Linked DNA regions of Anas platyrhynchos: region 1 is linked to region 2. The links are chromatin contacts, called in public Hi-C maps. All regions are on one chromosome and are shown on one strand. The core of a region is the stretch at or near the end of the contact, and the rest is flanking DNA. Distances in the headings are between cores, read along the strand shown.

Region 1 (3,158 bases), core at 48-2,547, 170 kb after region 2:
AACCATTTGAAATGATGCAAGCATCGTTTTACTCCTGTTCATCCAAGACTACATTTGGTGGTATCAGGAGAGGACTGACAACTTTTTAAGTCCAGAACAGCTCCAGTTCCCTGGGGGATAAGATGGGGATAGGCAAAACCAGCTTTACCAGGACAGCCGAGAACTTGGAGCTCACCTGCCCTCCAGGACAAGACAGCCCTGCATCTGGATCAGGGTTGAGAGCACTACTTGATGTGCAAAGAAACAGGCAAAAAGCTGTTAGCACCACAAGCCTGTGGTGTCAGTCCCCTTACACCAGTTTTTCTCCGACAGCTCTAAGCCGTTCCTCGCCCGAGCAGCCGGGCCCCCCACGCTCGCCCTGCCATGAAGACACCGCAGCGGAGCGCCCCGGCCACACGGCCTGCCCCCGCCTTCGGCACCGAGCTATTGGGATCATCGGGAGCAATTATCTCGCTCCGGCTAAACAAAGGGGCACTGGGAGGGGACCCTTCCCCGCCCCGGGGGGGGGAGAACACCCAAGTTTCGGTCCCCGAAACGGGCCAACGCGACGGGACCGGCGGCTGCTGGGGACGCTCGGTGCCGAAGAGGGGACAAATGTGGCACACCTGTACCAAGGGAGGACCGGGGTTTCCGAGGCCGAGAGACCCTCGGAGGCTGCGGGCAGGGGTCCCGCGGCTCAGAAGCCCCCGCCCGGTCCGGGGACCCTGCGGGGACAGGCGGCCGCGGTGGCAGTGCCCTGTGGCGCTCGTCGGTGTGCTGCCCGTATAGTCCCGGTGCAGTCCGGGGTCCCCTTTTTGCTCCTCATTCTCAGAGCCCCCCAAAACCTCCCCGCGGGGCTGCGGGAGCGAGCAGGGGATGCCCTCCGAGCGCCCGCTGCTGCTCAGCCCTGCCCCGATCGAGGGAACGGGGACAGACGAGGCACGGGACCGGCCGCCTGGTTCTCATTTCTTGCAACTTTTTTATTTTTTTCTCTCTCTTTAGTGGAAATCAAGGCGCACATTTTGCAGCCCAAACGCCTCCCTGCGGAGCGAGCGCTGTCGGAGGCTCTCAGCTCCAGCACCCCCCGCATCCCCTCGCCCTCCTGCTCTGCCGGGGGCTTTCCGGCGGGCAGGGGGGTCCCGGCGGCATCCCACTTACCCTCCGAGAGGGAGACGAGGGCCAGGGCGAAGGCGAGCAGGGCGAGGGCGCGGAGCTCCATGCTGGGCGCTATGCTGCTCGTCCCGGCGGCGGCCGCGCTCTGAGCGAGTCCCCTCCTCCCCTGCCTCTATAGAGGGGCCGGGGGAGGGGAGCAGGGGGAGTAGCCAGCCTATGATTTATTGCCCGTGGCATGTTATTACATCCTTCCTCTGTTAAAAAATGCTTGGAAAGGGACCAAAAAAAGAGCGAGGGCTTTCTCGCTCCGCCAGCACCGCGGTCTCCCCCCTCCCCGGGAAGCAAAGAGCCTTCCCCGCTCCCCCCCACCCCATCCTGGCCGACGGGGCTGGGATCTCAAGCACTGCAGCCAGCCCGGGCCGGGGCAGAAAGCTACTGCTCCAAAACCCCAGCCTCGGCCGGCTCCGGGCGTCCCGACCCGGCAGGTCCCGGCCCCGAGCCGCCAGGCTCCCCCCGGGGACGCATCCTGCCACGGCTCGGCCTCCGCACCCGGAGGAGAAAAATCCCCCTTCGCTCCCGTGGGCGAGAATCTAGGCTTACACCGGCGCCCCGGACATCACATCCAGCGCCTCATATGAAGTATCCTCGAAGAAGTTTTTCTCGGGGATTTTTTCTTTTTTTTTTTTCTTTTTTTTTTTCTTTTTTTTTTCCTTTTTTTTTTTTTTTGGGGGGGGGGGGTCAAAGAGAAGGAAGCTTTCAGTTTTGCTTCTGCATGCTTAGTTCTAAATACCACCTTTTCACCGTATTAGCCGGTCCCAGTTCTCCATCTGCTGCCCCATTTCGCCCCCTTTGTGTTGCAGATGCTGCTGGGCTCCCTGGCACCTCGGCTGAAAACCCCCAGAGCATCGAGAGCCCCGAGGTCCCAAGGGTGCGCTTCCCTTGAGCTATCGCAGCATTGTCAAGTGTAATTGACCTAAGCATGTCCTCGCTGCCTGCAGTCCGAGACCATGGGGCCCTGTTTGTTGGCATTCAATACTTCAAATAAACATCGAGGCTTTAGTTGAGCTGGGACCCCTCAGCTGCATTTAAAACAGGCGCCCTCAGAAAGGTTGGGATGGGGAGGGGACCACCGGGTAAAGCTAATCCTGGCCTGGAGGTGTTCAAAGGACAGGTCCACGAAGGCACCAAAGCCAGCAGCACAGTCAGATTTTACCCCGGGTAAAGCTCTCTCTGCCACAGCACAGCAGGCTGGAGGCATTGGCCCGAGGGAAATGCCTGCACTGACACCGGGCTGGTTTCCTCCACCGGGACACAAGCTGAAAGGCACTTCTCACACCCAGCTCCCCTAAACCTAGCTATTTGTATTTCCTTGGCTCTGTTTGCCAAGGAGCCCTGAATTTGCTCAGGCTGATCCTTGCTCTCCCCCTCTCCCTAGGCGAAATAGCACAGTAGCATAGGAACCCGAAGCACTGAAGGGGCCAATAATCGCCACTGGTGCTCGCTGCGGGTGCTCTGACAGTTGTGACATTCTGCAGGGATGGGAGAAGTGCAGGCTTAATCCCAGCGCAAACACTGCTAGGAGCACTGCTGTCCCGCCAGCGCTCCGCCTGGCACACGGGGACGTCCACCATGCCATAAACGAGTGTCTGCTGCAGCTGCTACCGGCACGGCGAAAACACACAGCCCCAGGATCTCATCGAAGGGGCTGGATGGACACAGAGTGAGCTCAGAGTTACATCTGAGTAGTGGTCTCCCTCCCCCCTGCTCCCCCAAACACGCACATGTGCTGCAGCCGAAGCGGAAAACTGCTGGGACCCTCGGAGGTGCCTGGTGCCCTTCAGAGCCGACTGCAAGAGCTGCAGCACACAGATACAGGGGTCCCCTACACCTCCACCCACGGTTAGCTTCAAACAGCTCCCCCAGACGGGCTGCAGGGGCAAGCTGGGGGAGCTGACCCGCACCCAGCGCTGCCTGCATTGCTTTGCCGATGCAGTCCTGCTGCTGGGATGAAGAAAAAATCTTCGTAAAAGAACTGAGCTCACCCGAACAACGAGCAATTTGTGCAA
Region 2 (2,996 bases), core at 374-2,873:
TCATAAGAATGGAATGTGTCCAATGACCCCCACAGACTTCCCTGTGCCTATTATCAGCGTCACAGCTTGTGGTCCCCAGGCACCAGGAGTTTGTCCTCATGACACCTCTGTCAAATAGGGAGGCTTTGTGTTCTCTGGGGAAATGGAGGTACACAGTGGTAAGACAGTTCCTCAAGGTCACAGGGGGAAGTCTGTCATAGGTGAGGGTAAAACTCTGACTTCATCATGGCCAAGATTTCAGTTGGACTTCCCCAAGGCCCGTACAGGACTCCGTGAAGTGTTGGACTGCAGAGCTGTCATCAGAGCAGCCATGTTCAAGTTGTAAGGTCAGGATTTTTAGTTGGTTGAATCAAAAGTACTGAAAAAACCAATGTCCTTCTTGCCTTTATACCCCTTCAGCTGTGTCTGTTCCATTTTAGAAAGAGGCTCTGGTAGTCCTTGGCATCAAAGGTTGCATGGGATACCTTGGGTGTAGACACTCCACTGCCTTTACAGGCCATCAAATCCTGGAACTGACCTTTTCGTCCTCACTGCTCTGGATTGGGTTAGCATTATTAGGTTAGCATTTGTTTCCGTTATTTCAAAATTGCATAAAGACTATCTTTTCTTGAATCCTTGCAGTCTTTTCTGTGACACTGGGGGGATCTACAGTATATTGCGGAGGGCACATCTCCCCTTGGAGTTAAATTACACACAGAAACTGAACTCCTGGCCCTGCCGCAATGAGGGGAAGACTTGGCAGCCAAGCAGGGATTTCACCCAGACACCAGCCCTTTCTTCTGAGCGCTCTGCTCTGCAGGATGTACTCTTTCCATTAGCGTCTCACTCCAGGACTCCGCAAGGACACTGTGAGAAAACCACTTTTGTCTCTTATATCAGATTTAGGGGCTGCAGTGCTCAAGCCATGAAAGCTCCACAGAGGCTGGGCAGTCAAATCCACGGAAATCAAATGAGAATTTGAGTAAAGCCCCTGGTTAATAAGTCATTCCCAAGTCCAATAAACATAACTGGAAATAAATTGCATCCATACATTTCACAGTTTGATTTACATTAAAATGAAAACACGGGAAAGACCTGCCATTGACAAGTTCAAACAATGCAAAATTCTGCACAGTTTATGTTTATTCAACCGTAATTTATAGCTTCAATATTCCATCGAGATACAAATAAATCAATAGTAGTACACTACTTGTGATTTATCTAGGAGCTCTTTAAAAAAACAGATGATTGTTTTTCTATGCTGGTAGTGCGGGTCTATCATAAAAATTGTGCTCTGTAAGGCCCAAGCAGAATGCCTTCTGACAAATGGCCTCTTTTCACAGTTCAGACAGTTTTGCTTCTGTTCAAACCTCAATCTAGCCAAGTTTTTGTATCTGAAGTGAAACTGTCACTCAGCTCTAGATTTAATCTCTGGATGTATTTTTGACAAACAAGGTTCAATTCTTGAACCTTTTAATACCAGCATCGTGCCAAGGAAATCAGTGTGGGAGCAGTGGAGGAGCATGTTCACGCACCACCTGACTGCTGACAGGAGCAGTGGTTCAGGGGTAGTAGCACTGTTATTCAATAAATATTACTGGACGCAGAAGAGAAAGGAATTCTCCTGCTGTCCCTATGGCTTCTATGGTTCTTGGCAGCATTTCTGAGGTGAGTGAGTCATTAGCAGCTGCTCGGGAGAGGAGGGAAGGCAGAGCAGCAGAGTGCCATGGCTCCTAGCTGGGTTCCTCCACTCTTCCAGGGGTTCAGGGCTTTTTTCCCCAAGAATCTGAGGTTAGAGAAGAAAACTCAGAGCTTCACATGATGTGCTGGCTTTGGGCTTGGATTAGGTGAGAAGGCTCATTTGCTATTTGCCAAAATGGGGATTATTAGAGTCATAAAAAAAAATAGGTTGGAAGGGACCTCTGGAGATCATTTAGTCCAACCTTTGAAGCAGAGATAGCTTTTAAAAGTCAGATTGGGGTGCTCAGGGCCCAGACCAGGTGAGTCCTGAAGATCTCCAGGGATGGATACTCCAGTGCCAATCTGGGGTCCCTTACAGAGCTTTTCCCATGTGTTGTTCTTAAAACAGGGACAGGAGAGATGGATTTACATATCTAACCCCAAGCAGGAAAGTAACTGCAGAGGCAAAGAAAGGCTGAAAGCAGTTTGTCCACCCTAATAGGGCAGAATCTGACCTTCTAGGAGGGGGATTCCCTCTCCTGCCACTCCACTTGGGGTAGGTACTGTCCTATTTTGGGGAGGAGGCAAGAATTCACTGGACAGTCACTTCAGATCCACTGTGAGTAGCAATAGCCAGCTTTCTCAGCACTGGACAGATTGGAGCCTGGAATTCCCTTAGGCCAGTGTTCCAGCAGAAGAGATCACCAGAATCAAGATACTGGCCCTGATGTTCCTTCTGGGTTTCCCATACCCCTGGCTCTCAGCACCTCAGAGCACCTTGGCAGCAGGTCCCATTTGCCAGGGTACCAAGGATGCTGAGAACGTAGCACAACACTCATCATTATGCATCAAAACACTGCTTGTTTTTTTTAGCTGGGATAGGACACTTCAAAACCCACTGCACATCTTCTGTTCCCTTAGGGCTCCACCACTGTCAGCCTCTGTGTGGTTTTCAAATGCAGAGTGGTGTTTTCCAGGGCAGTCCTTGGGGTCTGCCCTCGGTGCTCCTCTGCTTGCTGTGCAGCCTCCCCCATCACCTCTCCCTCCCCAGGGGCCTGCCAGCATAGGAAATGGGCAGGATTTCCTGCTGCCTTCCAACCCATTTAGATCTTTAAGGGCGTGAAGAAGCCCATTTCTTCTATGTGCTTGTCTCAGTGCCAGTCAAAGCCCTGGGGACAGGGCTGGCCCCGGCATTCACACCTCTGCATCGGGTCTGCACACCATGTGGCTGGTGGCTGGCCGGGACACGGGTGCTGCAGGCGTGGGATCTGGGCTCGGGAAGCCTGCCTGGGGCTGCTGGATGAAGGGGCTGTGGGGCTGCGGGATGGCCAGGTGGG

What was found. Hi-C and Micro-C count contacts between places; a contact is called where the count stands out from the background.
Region 1: a contact with region 2 is called in a Hi-C map of F1 follicle, with 2.6 times the contacts expected there. The contact joins the promoter of CXCL12 here to the enhancer-like site in region 2. A contact is called at or near these places in 3 of 8 Hi-C or Micro-C datasets (F1 follicle, skeletal muscle and subcutaneous adipose tissue).

The regions. Positions count from the first base shown.
Region 1 is chr6:23,048,482-23,051,639 of IASCAAS_PekinDuck_T2T, forward strand. CXCL12 (C-X-C motif chemokine ligand 12) reads right to left here and starts at 1,298. Exons shown (of 5, transcript XM_027459880.2): 1 at 1,138-1,298. The coding sequence starts at 1,198.
Region 2 is chr6:22,878,703-22,881,698 of IASCAAS_PekinDuck_T2T, forward strand. The region is part of intron 1 of LOC140002734 (a long non-coding RNA gene); the gene reads left to right. Among named protein-coding and RNA genes, the nearest start is that of ERCC6, 95 kb to the left of the region's middle. Within about 2 kb of position 1,624, at least 2 of the 8 cell types and tissues checked have an H3K27ac peak or open chromatin away from gene starts, as enhancers often do.